Regions from separate parts of the Drosophila melanogaster genome. Here region 2 is linked to region 1. A link is a contact called in public Hi-C data. All regions are on one chromosome and are shown on one strand. The core of a region is the stretch at or near the end of the contact, and the rest is flanking DNA. Distances in the headings are between cores, read along the strand shown.

What was found. A called contact is a pair of places that touch in the nucleus more often than the background predicts.
Region 2: a Hi-C map of the Kc167 cell line shows a contact between it and region 1, with 2.1 times the contacts expected there. A contact is called at or near these places in 39 of 107 Hi-C or Micro-C datasets (the D17-c3 cell line, the Kc167 cell line, the OSC cell line and 13 more) and 1 of 7 datasets of targeted methods (the Kc167 cell line).

Annotation. Positions count from the first base shown.
Region 1 is chr3L:20,137,295-20,144,517 of dm6, reverse strand. CG7328 reads left to right here and starts at 3,911. Exons shown (of 1, transcript NM_140924.3): 1 at 3,911-5,308. The coding sequence starts at 4,235. The coding sequence ends at 5,155. gig (gigas) reads right to left here. Exons shown (of 15, transcript NM_079453.3): 11 at 6,450-7,223; 12 at 6,245-6,388; 13 at 5,969-6,139; 14 at 5,818-5,913; 15 at 5,508-5,753. The coding sequence ends at 5,631.
Region 2 is chr3L:20,185,160-20,192,382 of dm6, reverse strand. Ssk (Snakeskin) reads right to left here and starts at 3,861. Exons shown (of 3, transcript NM_168831.3): 1 at 3,621-3,861; 2 at 3,195-3,391; 3 at 2,604-3,063. The coding sequence starts at 3,671. The coding sequence ends at 2,823. CG42674 reads left to right here. Exons shown (of 16, transcript NM_140925.6): 2 at 84-1,725.

The sequences.
Region 1 (7,223 bases), core at 2,662-5,161:
CTACAGTAGTCAATTAATGTACATATGTATGGGTGTGCCTATGTTTTCCGATTGTGCATATATAAATCTGATTTATATTTGAAATTGTTCAACTGACACGCAAAATAACTAAGAACGATTATACCAACCATGAGTAATAAAATGTACATCATACATAATGCAGTATATTAAATGCAGTCTCGCGTTTCATCCTTCATCTGTTTTTTCTGAAACTTGGTTAAAAACTTATTTCCTTATATATAATAATATAATAATAATATATTATTCACAGTGACAAGGTTCACCCTAAGTTCGAGTGCGTACTTTATTAAATTTATGGTGGGCTGCCAGGAAAAGTTGTGGCGTCTCGGAAAATCCTCTGTGGCTTTCTTTTCATCTCGATACGGTGACAGACAATTATAATTGTATTTAATTCCCTTGATTGATGCTTTGTGGGCTTTTCACGGAGACGCACTTTCCAGCCAGCCGAAAAGTAAAGACTCTGACAAACCAGATCGAAAATCAACGTCAGCAAGGTGTGTGGATGGCCTCCCCTGTCACGGGAGAAAATAAACATTATTTATGGCATTCATTGATAAATATAATTTATTTCTCTAATTTGCACCATGGGAATTTCCTATATGCCACCAATTCGGCGCTTTTATAGCATCCTACATCCTCCCAGAAGCAGTGAGGTGACATCGGTTGAATTATTGAATTAAATTTGTGGCCCATAAATACGAGTTATTAAATTTGCGTGCTCCATTTTAATCTGCTTATCCACATGTACTAGTTTAATGCTTCAAATTGAATATTAATGTAATAGGCTTTAAGATAATGGGAGCTTTAGCTTTTGCTTTACTTTAAGTAGGAATCCCTTTACTGCATTTTAAAACTATTAGCAGCACTCAAAACTCCACCTTGGGAAAAGTACCTTGGGAAAAGTACGACTCACCGAGCACCTTTATGAGTTTCCTTCGTTGGAAAACTCCAATCCATTGACGGCATTTTCCGAGTGCATTAAACACTCAAGAAATGAGTTATGAATTCTGACTTGGAACGTGAGAAAAAGTCTGGGACACAATTCAATTTAATTTTGTTGCTCCCCAGAGCGCGCACTAAAAACATTCGTCACGGGTAAAGGTCCGCACCTCGGTGGAATATCATCCAAGGACATATATTTTTATTGGCAACGAGGAGGAAAGGATTGGGACTTGGCCCGACCAACGGTGCGAATGGTTTTATTTATGCGTTGTGTGTGCATTCTGATGTTCTTGATACGCTGAGCCAATCAGATGGAATGGCCTATATAAATCAGAGCCCTTTCTATAAAATATAAAATGATAAAATATGAAATAGGTGCTTTTTCATAAAGGTTATATAATCATTCCGTAGTAATAAGGTCATCCTAGTTATCCTGCGCTTTTTTTATGCTTTGATTAAATCAAGATAATAAAATCAACTGGTGTTTGGGATGAGAGGGTCAAATGCTTAGCTCCGCAGTTAACAAGTAGGAAAAACAGACCTGAGGTCCCTGCAGCGACAAAAAAAAACAAGTATTCACGCGTTGATAGAAAACACCTGTACAGATGGCGTCCTCAACCATGCAACGCACATATACAAGATATACGGAGCCCCTGGCAAACTTTCACTCTTTCGGGCGGTTCGGGGATTGGGATTAGGATTCTCCGGAGTGCGATTACCACCGGCTGGTCTGTGCTAACAGTTGCTTTGGGCCCTTGGAGCTGGTGAGTCCTGCGCCACTGCCACTTGCCATTCAATGGAAAATGTTGAGTTCGGTAACTAAGACCAGCACGCACTCGATAATCCCCCAATCGTGCAACAGTGGGCCCTGCCCAGCAAAACCAAACTTCGAATTCCTTTAAATATCTCCTGTGCAGATTAAAATATTTAATTTAATTTGGAAAACCAATAGGAAATAGATCAAAGCTATCACGCAGCATTTCCTTACTCAATACTTATTCAGTATTTTCTGATTTTCTTTAATTCAACTTTTATGAAAATAGAATATCAGTAACTAGAATATCAAGTAACAAATAAGTTCCATATATATAGTTTTAAGTATTTAAAAAGCATAATCCAAAGTTAAAAGCCTAATAAGTCACGTCTTTCTTGTTAACAGATCACTTTGCCATCGATTGTAAATAATCTATAATAACAGCCCGAAAATGCTGAATGAAAAATTCACTCGGAAATGAGTTCTTTTTCTCGGGAATGTAATTAAGGCATCATCAGGCATTTTCATCAGTTCGTTGTCCGCCGACAAGGTGTGGGAGTGACTACGGTGGGGGCGGGGTAATTAAAATGGCAAAAATAAATACCTATTAAGAACGTTTACACTGATTGACACTTTAAGGCAATTTCCGGCCATAATTCCGTGCCGCAAAATGGTACTGCCAAGAAGGTGTTTACCCCGCGGCCAAAGGGCCCAGTCAAATGTTAAGCTATCGATTTGTGGCATCAACCGAGCCGTCGTCGGCTTGGAGAAGGGTAGTGTATTTAGGCCAGGCCCGACACGCTTTACATTAATTTGAAAATTTGGCTGTGTCCGCTTTAAGCCGGCCTCCACGCCACAGAAGGCACTTCAAAATAGGGGTAAGATGGGCGTAACATGGCGTGCTGAGTAACTTAAGTTATGAAAATTACTTTCTCCTTTAATTTAAAGTTGCTTTGCATATTTGTACTTACCATGCTGCCTTACCTCATTTTACACGGTGCGTATGAGCAATATTTAAGTATGATTAAGTAGTTTATAGCACTTGATTTCCACGAGAGAGAAGGCTAGTACCTTGAATTTAGGTTGGCATCTGGTTGACGATAGGCGAGTGATATTTGTTAAATATGCTCTTTAAGTAATTTCCGACCATGCAAAGCCAGTTTTTGAAACTCAACACGTGATTTCGAAAGAGGTCAGCTGTGGCTTACCTAGATTTGTAAACGAAATTAAATGTTCATTTATTTCGTAGCCACTGGCCTGGCAGTCACACAGTCATGAGCCATCAATCCTCCCTTCTGGGTGACAGGCTTTTCCGCTGACTGAGCTGAACTTACTGTGCAAGTTGACGAAGCTGCCACATGTGTCTGCTGTGCTCTGTATGTGCCTAGTCGGGACATTTGCTGTGGCATCCTTTAATTTGTGCCCCGTCATGTTGCACGGTGTAAGTCTGCGGCATGACTAAGTTTCGCTGGAATGGGTCTAAAACATCCTGGGTAAATTATTATAATACCTATGGTAAACTGCGCCGCCACTGAACTCCTATTGTGATATCCTTCTAATTGGAAAAGTTGTCGCACACCTAAAATTAGTTTCGTTTTTAATTGGTTTTGTATTGACAAGAATTTAATTAGGCTGTCAAAATATTAATTTCTTAAAATTAAATTCAAATTTTATTTAGATTATCTATTAAATACAATACAACAATGTAAAGCCTACGTTTAATATTTGAGTCAATTAGGTTGCTAAATTTTGAGTAAGTTTCTTACATTGTTGCATAAAACATTAAACAATATTATAATATTTTCGCTCATCGGTCACACTGTCTATGACCAAAGAGCGCGATCAGCGGCTGAATCTGATTAATACTGTTCTATCTCGATAAAGTTAACCACATTCATTAGAAGTTCCTGGGACTAAAGATTAACATCTTCACATATAATCAGCTGTTTAAAATCATATTTATAACTATATAATCTGTATTAGCAATACCCGTTCTTTATTGATAAAACAATTTCCTTAAAATTTCACATTGAAAACCAGTTCAATATATTAAATGAGGTCGAATATTTTATTCACTCTTGCCGTATTATCGAGTGTTCACTGTTTGGAGCGACCGCTTAATTAGATTCTCTCTGTACATACGTACATGCATATGTACATATGTGCGATAAGAAAAGTTAAAAACAAAAACAGCTGTAAAACTCGATCGACAAATAAAGTGCAAAGCAGGTGAAAATCGAATTTTTGATTAGATTGAGCTGAAAAACTAGAACAAAATAGCCGGCACCCAAAATCATTGGCTATAGCGGAGCTCCAAAGTTAATATTAATAATTTTAAGTTAAGCAAGGAAATGACAGATTTTCAGTAAAAAAATAATTTAGAATATATGAAATATTGATTATACTTACTTTACATGTAGAAAGTACCAACATCGAAACACTAACTTTAACACCAGAACGACCTCATTAATGAATAGAAAGTAAATAATTTTTGAGTGAACAAAATACCAGATTAAGATGACCCAAGTGAAATCTGTACTTTGCGTGGGTTGCACGGTGATTGACTTCGTGACCATCAATGGGAGCTATCCTATGGAGGACACCGATCGGCGATGCCTGGATGGGTTCTGGCAACGTGGCGGAAACGCCTCTAATGTGAGTACTGTGCTCCGGGTTCTTGGATGCAAGGTGGACTTCTTTGGAATGCTCAGCAGGTCGGATGGATTCCGAGTGCTTCTCGACGATCTCTCGAAGCGGGAAATCGGCACGAATGACTGTCCCTTCACGGACAGGGATCCGCCATTCTCCTCTGTGATCCTGGCTCAGGATTCCGGCACCCGCACCATTATCCACTGCAATAAGGACTACCCGCAGACCACCTATGAGGACTTCAGCAAGATAAACCTTTCGCAGTATGGATGGGTACACTTCGAGGCTCGCAACACGCCGCACACCTTAAAGATGATGCAAAGCATCCGGGAGTACAACCAAAGGACCGGACAAGGCATCATTATCTCGTTGGACTTCGAAACGAGGTATGAACAAAACCAGGAATTGTGTGCGCCCTGCGATTTTGTGGTCTTCTCCAAGGAGCTGGCTGGTCAGTTGGGTTGGAAGACACCGCGGCAGTCGTGCGAGGAGTTGGCCTCCAAAATTCCCGAAGGTGGTCCAAAGCCTGTCTTCATTTGTCCCTGGGGAAGCGCCGGAGCTGGAGCTATGGATGCTAATGGAAACTACTATGAAATGTCGTCCTATAAACAGGACAAGGTAGTTGACACGCTGGGAGCCGGGGACAGTTTCATGGCGGGATTCATCTACGCCACCCTCAAGGCTCGTCGAAGTCTAGCGGAGGCTGTTGACTTTGCCAACCGAGTTGCCAGTCACAAAATCACTGGATTCGGCTACGAACACATTTCCCAGCTTAGCTTAACCAAGTAAATATTGGTTTAATTCTAGCTTAGATTAAGTCACATTGAAGGAATTTATTAAGATAAAAGCCTGGCAACAAAAATAGCAAATTGCATTAAATATTATATTGATTGTTAAACAGAATAAACTAATACGTGCATCACGCTCAATTATGAATGCTTTAAAACATATGTAAAACATTTTTTGATTTATATGATTAAATGATGACATCTCTCGAAATAGTTAAAAAATCCTTTACCCAAAAATGCAATCGGATTGGAAATGAACAGCGCTTATGTATTCTCACAAATTTTATAAACTTGTCAAATTCATTATTGTATATTATAATTATTTTCGTGATCATTGATTAGGCAAGGAGTTTCTTTTGTTGGTCTGGAGAGACTTTATATTGAAATCGTAAATCAAGAGATATCATGGCAGGATGCGTCTATAGGTCCTCTGCTCTTTTTTAATAGTTGTCCAGTTGGGAGCCTCTCGTTGTTGTCTATGTGTATTTAATGAAGTCACCTCGCTGGTCGTCCATATCCGAACCAATGGCTGAGGCGTTGATTCCGATGCCGCTCGAGGCGCTTCCGGATTTTTGCTGGCTGTTTAGGCCCTCAATTAGCTGGTTTTGAGGTGTTAATCGGTTAATCTTTATCAACCCCTTTAAAATCACAAATATATCTTACCTTCGATCGCAGGCGCTTTAGTTTGCGCAATCGTTCTAGCCAATTCGATGCGTACGGATGCTTTTTCTGCACACTTTGGTAGACTAGCGACGCGAGCTGTAATTGATTGGAATTAATGAAAATCGCAGTTAGCAATAGATCCTATGCTTACATTGGCGTGCAGCGCCATCTGTCGGGCCAAAAGAGGAGCACTGCGATCGGACACTATCCGGTATTCTGCGTGGCACACGAATTTCGAAATCTCCGATCGCGCCTTCACATACACCCTGTTCGAGTTCAGGTCAAGTGGCTCAACGATCACGCAGGCGTAGTTGAATTGGCCCTGAAAGATTATTAAATGGAATTAAGTCTGGCTTAGTTCAATTAAAAAAGAAACTAGAGTTAGGATTCAAACTAATCATGTATGGATTGGACTTGTAAAACCTACGGATATTGTGTTTAGATTGTACTCCTCGCCGCTTTCGTTGTAGATGATCTTCACAAAGTCATTGCCAATGTGGCTCTTCTTCTCGTTGCAGTTGGGATCATCCTGCAGATTGGTGGGCATCAGCGTAGCGACATGGAACGTAACCTACAAGGGAAAATACATTGGACATACGCGCTTTGTAAGTCAGTTGGGGATAATCATTCACCTGCAGTATGTCATCCTTCCAGATATAGGCAAACTTGCCATCTGCTCCGTTTCTATCTAGCATTATAAATAGATTGTTCTGCTCAGCTTCCTTCAGACTGACCAGGGTGCCGATGTTACGCAGGAACTCCACATACCTGGCACTTCCGTGCGAATTGCGCAAGATCTCCACCTCGTTGTTGCACTGCCCTTGGCCCACGTACAGCACGCCGATCTTGTGCGTCTCGAACGGTGGGACTAAATCGATAAGGGAGACAGCGCTGCTGTTTTCCGGACCCACCTTTAGAGGCTCATCCGTAACTCCCAGCTGGCCAGTGGTGTACAGTTGCATGAAAATAAAGCTCGGGTTCATGCACAGCTTGGTGTTGATGGGCGGCTTTGCGGCTCCGAAATTCCGGAAACTGCTGGCCGGCGGCGGACGCGTATTTCCGTTATTCACTTCACGCACCACCGAAATGGTTTTCGAACGACCTCGCATCATGTCTCCGTTTCCATTGTTGCCGTTGTCGTAATCGGAGGTTATCACTCCAACATTGGTGCCATTGCTGCCACTGCTGCTCGATTTTGCCAGTGCACCGGGCTGCGGAACAGAGGTGCCACCAAAGCTGGTCACTCGACCAGTGCCCAGCAGAGGCGGTTGCCCCGGCGACAGCGGTGGTTTACCCAGCTTTAGCGTGGACCCTCCTGCTTGCAAGTTACTTCCTCCAGCCACATGACTGCTGACATCGTCCGCCGAATGCTGCTTGGGAGGTAGGGTGCCGCTTTCCGGCTGCAG
Region 2 (7,223 bases), core at 2,612-5,111, 48 kb before region 1:
GCAATAAAAACCAATCGGCTACGAGTTAGTCGATTTTTAATCAGTCTATTAATGCCTGTGTTTACTCTTTCCATTTTTTGCAGGGGTTTAAAGTCCGTTGGCCTGGGAATGTATTCCAGCAAGGAGACAAAGAGCGCGGCAAAAGCGCTAAAAAAGACGAAAAAAGTTAACAAAAAGCAGCAGGAATCGTTGTCAAATGGTAACAAAGTGAAATCAACGCCGAATGCCAAGAATATCCAACCGAATAATAACAACAAACAAACCAACTTCAACAACAATAATAGCAGTAACAATAACAACAACAACAACAACAACAACAACAACAACAACAACAACAACAACAACAACAACAACAATAATAGCAGTATAGTGTCCAATAACAATAGCAAGAATAATACGTTGCCAATTAACGTGGCCCAGAAAACCAAACAACACTTTGAGGCGGAAAAGAGGATCCAGAGTATATCAATGGGCGCCACCACATTGCCGGGCTACGAAAATGTGCCCAAAATGGAGCGATCCAATAGCTTCTTACGCACCAAGCTGAATAAACTGATTAACCACCTGACGGGCAGCAAGGAGAATCTGTCGAGGACCGACAGCGATGGGGACTCCAGCCGCACACCGTACATATTCACCCGAAGTCGTTCGATGATCCAGATGAGACGACCGAATCGCCGCAGTTTCATCGAGCCCCAGCTGGAGCAACTGAGCGAGGAGACGGAGAAATCGGGGGATCTCACCTCACCGACATCGCCGCGGAAGACATCGGTGGCCGATCTGCAGGCCAGTTCGCCGGTGCTCCTGCGAAGGAGTGAGCTCAGCTCATCGGTGAGGACTCCAAAACGTCGACAATCCGCACAGCCCTTCACGTCGACTCCTTTGGAGGAGGTGCAGTCGCCGGCCCAACGGAAGGGCTCACTGATGTCGCTCAATCAAACGGAACCCGCCAATCCCCAGCTTAATTTCCAAAAGAGACGATCCAACACGCTGATTGCCTCCTTCAAGAGCACCTTCAGTGGATTCACTGGCAGTGGGAGCGGAGCCGAGAAAAAGGAGAAGATGAATCCCAAATGGAGTGCCTCGTTGCAATCCCTGCAGGCTATCGATAATATGGTTAGCTACGCCAACATGTCCTTCATCGACTACGACAAGTTCAATGGCTACGAGAAGCAACTGGAGCGCCAGCAATCGCTGATGAGTCTGGCGGAACAGCCGGTGACCATCGCCACCCAGCTGCCGCTGCCGCCTTCGGCGCTGGCCCACTCGCATTCGCCCTCTCCGCTGGGCGACAACTCGCGCACCTCCGTCCACCTTGGCTCATCTATGGATGAGTCGGTCAGGACGGTGGTGATGCGCCGCAGGAGGAGCAAGACCTCGTTGGAGGGCAGAAGCAAGACCTCGCTGGAGGGTAGGAGCAGCATGGCCAGCCTGAACAGTGCCTTCAATTTGGACACCGCCTACGAGCACAATCTGGACCGCGTACATAATGTCTATCGAGAGAGCTTGGACTCGCGAACCCTGGATCTGCTGAATCAGCGCACGCGGAACTCCTTCATCCATGATCAGGCGGTGCTCTTCGATGCCCTCAATCTGGAGGACGGCTCGGTGGACCTGCGGTGCCTCTTCCGTATGACGGGCGTTTGGAGGAGCAGAAGCATGCGGCAGCAGCAGCAGCAGCGGGAACGGGATGCAGTGGACGGGCGGGGGAAGCCAGGAAAACAGGTGAGTTGAGCTCAGCTCTTGTTAATTTATACGCAAGATTTGATCTTATTGAAAGATTTTAAAAAAGATGATCATATTCAAATATTATAAGTTCTTCAGTTGCAAAGTTAAGGGTGACTAACCTTTTTTTTTTATTTATTTATACACCATATGCATTTACGTAATGTGTGTAGTTTTGACTGTACCGTTTAATCTTTGACTCATTGCCATAAAGACTTCTGCGTATAGCTGACCGATAAATATAGGGCTTTATTCCGATTTATCAATGCTTCGTTGAACGCTTTCGATTTGCACCGGAAGTTGCAGTTTCATGGTTCCAGAGGAGGTTCGTCTTGAAGCGTCATCGATTTGGTTGAACAACTCATGAACTCTGTTCTCAGCAAAGAAATGAGTGATATATACCAAATTCTGCGAATCGTCTGACATTTTTCCTGTGTGCATCAGTTCCTAAACAATTAGTTTAGTTTTCCATCAAGTTCTTTAAAAGAATATTAGGTTCTTGGAGAGCAATAGGTTCTCTAGTACTAGTACTAAAAACAAATGAAATATCTCACCAATTACAATATATCAGTATCAGATCGCTTGGAATATGAAATTTCGATTGGGTGTTAGTTTAAAGTCGAAAAGTTTAGTCAACAAATCTAAGTTGTCGTTTTTTGACAAAAATTAGCAAAATGCTTACGTATGATGTATGATATATATAAATAATCTTTCATTAATTGCAATGATATCAGAAAAAAAGAAACTGAGCAACACGATCAATGGGTTCTGATGGTAATTAGTTGATTTAGGTTACAATTGATACTTACTAGTAAGTGGCATTCCATTGCATCCCCTTAATTAGTTCCCAAATGCACAAAAACTTTTATCCGTGGCGTGGTCTTAACTATTTGTATTTGCCAATTTAAGGATGTTAAACGTGAATGAAAATTGTAAACAGTTAGTGTATAGTACAGCGACAATTGACCCTTACGAACGTATAGTTGATAATTGATTGCGGATAATAACTAATTTGCACTTAAATCGATCTATGTATAAAGACAAATGTGGATGGTGTTTATTCGGCGGCTGCGATTGGTATCCCCACTATTCAGTTTCTACTGCGTGTAGTCGGTGTCGCCCTTCGAATAGTGTATGCAAGCCAACACGGTGTCCAGCAGGTACAGTGCGCCCTCGATAACGCACAGCGAGCCCATGGCAATGCCCACTTGACGCTCCGAGTTCACATACAGGAATCCCTCGTCGGACATGTAACCCTTCCAGTAGTGGAGTGCCACTCCGCCCACGGCGATCCACATGATGCAGCCAACCACGTTCATGATGGTGTCGCACAGCTCTCTGAAAAACGGAAAGCCATTGAAAACAAACAGTTGTGAGTTGAGAGTGTGGAATTAAGGGCGGAAAATACAAGAAAAGGAATAAGATGCGGGTCAAAGTTCAGCTATAATCAATATCGGCATTCAACATACCCCTTATGTTTGGTTGTGCCGAAGGCAAAGGCAATGGTGTGGCATCCAGTGTAAATCAAGAATCCAACCATGACGCCTGAGGCTACGATTTCCGCATCGGCGCTCTTCTCCTCGTTTAAGTTCCACGTGCCGCCGATGCCCAGGAATTCGCCACCATCGCCCCAACGGTACAAGAAGATGATCACCAGATTGATGATCTGCGAAAAAGGAGCGCACAGGAGAGCAATTAAATGAGGTCACAATTGGGAATGGGAATGAATGAATCACTTCTTGGCCACGCCTCGCCTTGCCGTACAACTCGGCGTATGAGTAACATTGCTAATACGCCAGGACTGATAAAACGCGCGCTTATCTATCAGCCGAGTTATTGCGACCACAAACAGGCTATTGCTCAATAGGAAGGGACCAAAGAAGCCCAAAACTTACCAGCTTCAGGGCCTTGATGAAAATAGAGCCTACAGTCTCCACGGACACCATTTCGCACTAGATATGCTGATTGCTCTTATCGCTGAGCTGGAATTTGGGCAAATGCTTTAGTTCACAGAGGGGTTTCTCCCAGTCAAGGGGCACTCACAATCTTTTCTGTAATTTTCACGCGGAAACTACAGCGAAATGATTCGTTTTCGTATCGTTGTCGTTCGTCGACTAAACTGAAAAATATCACTGAAAGGCAACCAACCAACCTGTCGCGCCCAGTTCGTCGTGTCGCCAAGAATTTGTAGCTTTTGCAATCAGAGCATACACGGTCAGCGATAAGATAAGATAGGGCTCACGATAACAGGTGCCGTTCGAAATGGGTTACTAATTCGTTGACGGTTCAACATGTTCAGGCTCCGAAGCCCAATGAAACCCAGATGCGCATGCGCCAGCCCCACCCGCGTATCTTATCAAAACGGCCTTATCGCAGCTCTGTCGCCTTACATCGCGATATATCAGGTGCTCCGATTTGCCGCTTTCCACAGCATTGTTACACATTATTCATGGCGGCCACAAAGCCACAAAACGGGGAAACATACCCGCGGCTCTGAGAGACCGGAAACAATTATTCTTGCGTCATCGATGTATTTCTGAAATACTTTCGTGGTGACCCATTCCCATTCCCACTGATAAAGCTCCCGGTGGTGCATCCCTCGAACAGATTAAAAATTCACTGACCTTGTCACGATTCCGATGATCGATAGCCCAGTGGATTCCAGCTACTGATTAAAAAGTCTCAGACACACAAAAAGTCACTGGAACCTAATCTGCATTTCAATTATCACAACCCTAGCACAATAATCGTGGCTGTAGGTGGCCCATGTTCGAGATTTCGAATCAATTGGAAGAGCACAATGCAAAATGATAGGAGCAATTGGGGAGCAAAAAAGCAACTTGCGGTTGATGTGGGGTTCCTCGATTTACATATTGCCTATTTATCACAGTAAAATGGTGTATAAAAATACAACTCTTGGATGAATGGTGCGTTTTAAGAACACTGTGTAACATGAAAAGCAAACAATTTTCAGGTCACGAAGAAAAGAAAGAACTTAGTTAGAAATAGTTACAGTCCCTTGTTTCTAAATTCAATGTTTAAAAACTAATTGAAAATGGATGCATATGGTTTTTGGACAAATGAATAATTGCATAAGTTTGGAGGGCGTGGGAAATTAACTATACTGCACATTTGGCACCTCGTGCCCTGTGTTTTGTATTTAAGGCCGACATTAAAATGTGCTTGTATAAATCATAAGTTCAGAACATGGAACAAACATGAGATCACACCTCATCAAGGGTTTTTTTTATGACCCGCATTGAGTAGCAAGTATACACACTGATATTCATGAGTACTATATATAAACAAGTATTATTTACGCTGTGCCGAGGGTATTATTGGATTTCATTTCAGAAAATTTAATTTTAGCATACAACTAACTTTCCAACCTAAGCTTTTCAAAATAAATATGTTGTTTTAGCGGAAATTGTCTCTTTTGTATACAAGTTTTTAAAATGTGATTAAACGTGCTTGAATGCCTTAAGAATAGTATTTGCTTAGGGAAAACAAGTAATTGAATAAGATTTATTTAATTAAAGGTAATAAAATTAAATTTGAGCAAGGTACATGGATACTGATTTATTTACATAGATCTGCTTTCCATTTTAAATGCAAGTTGTCTGATGCCTGGATAAGCAAAGGAATATCTTCCCAAATCAAGGCCAAAGGTTGTCGAGTTCTTTGTTTTCGTTCCCCCATTGCGAATGCCGCTCAGCACCGCGGATTCTTCCCCACTTCTCAAATCCCCATGTGGAGTCCCAGAAAGCAAGCGACGTTAAATTTGGAATTTGTCTCCTCTGCATTTGGTTTGTTGCGATGAATCATCAAGCATTCAGAGAGGTGGGGAAAAATCGGCGTCAGAACAACAAAAACCGGCATGCAACTTACACCAACACAAGTGCAGTTCTCGTGTGGTGGCCTCTCTTAATTAAGTAAGAAGAGAATAAAGAGCGAATCGCCTCGTAGCTATCAGCTTTCGTGTGCCTTCAAGCGTCACGATATTAAAGTGATTGAGATGTATTCAATGGATAGCACACATAAATAAACGATGTATGTATGCTTCAGTACTTGTAGAGCGAACCGAAACGAAATCAATATGTATAGATTGGACATATATATTATATATATAATTATAATATATATATATAATTCGCATTTCGGCTGTGAAAAAGTCGACTGGTCAGAACTTAAACTTAAGCGCACTTGCAGCATGGTTCTGTAGCAGCCAGACTCCTACAGCGACGCTTTACAGGCATTACATTACAGCACTGTAAAGTCTATGTCAAGCGAGAATATTCCTCAGATACAGATACAGAGACAGCAGTAAGTAACTTATGACCACTTGCACACCTTTTGGGGAAACTTACCTGCCTTACTTGGACTGGCGTCAATGAGGTGTGACGGCGATTTGGTAATGAGATTTCAGTTCAATCTTAGTGGGCGTATTTAAATTAATTCGCTAGACAGTCGAAAAGTGAGTCAGAGAATTACGAAGAGCACTGCTTTGGAGAGCTTTCGGTTTTGTTTTGATTATCAGTTTGATTCGATTTCGCCGGTTGCGTTGTTGCTATTTATGAATGAAAGTTGCGTTTGTTTACTTTTGCGCACAAAGCTCGAGAAAGAGAGAGAGAGGTAAAAGTGAGAGTAAGAGAGATTTATATCAAAATTTAAAAGTTTTCGCCACTCTAAATATTGCGGTAAACTTATATTGTACATATGCTTCAGAGCTGAAAACTTTAAGCGATTTATGAGTTATTTAGCACTTGACTTTCAATTAATCTAAACGTTCTGCGTTGAACAAACATCCTTTTCAACCCCTAAATATTTGCAAATTGAAGAAAATGTATTTGACCGGCGTTTTATGACATTTGCCAAACGCTTGTATTCATATTCATAGAATACTAAACGCACCAACTCACAGACGAGGCAAAAATATTAACTTGGCAGTGTTTATAAAAAGTGCAATATAACCTATGAACTTGCAGTAAATGTAGTTTTCTTTTCAAGTTAATTAAAATATCTGGTGTTTGCACTGATTTGCGAACTCTATTAGTTGTAATTTGATCTGTAACTTTCCAGTACCGTGCAAATTATATGTAATATTAAAGGATATTTACAAAATTAGATTTTTCAAAATCCGATTTCCTTTGATTTTCTATTTGTATGCTATTTGAAGTTTCCAGCTCTACTTTTCGAAACACCACTGTGGCAATACAGTCATAGACCTTTTTGTGGGCCTAGGCATATGACAGGGCCGCCTTGTTTAACCAGGCCGAACCAGGACTGCCGAAGTGCAGCTTCGTGTCGTTATCCTTATCAGGCGAGTGCTGTGCCAGTGGTTCTCCGCTGCTTTCGGGGTCCTTTAAACGAGCTGATGGCTGTGTCGTCGCCTCAGTTCGTCGGCAGCCGTCCCACAGTGCGGATGACCCAAAATCGGACCGCGGAGCGCCGACCTTTGACACCAGCTTTTGCTTTTGCTCGCGTCCGCGATTTTTGCC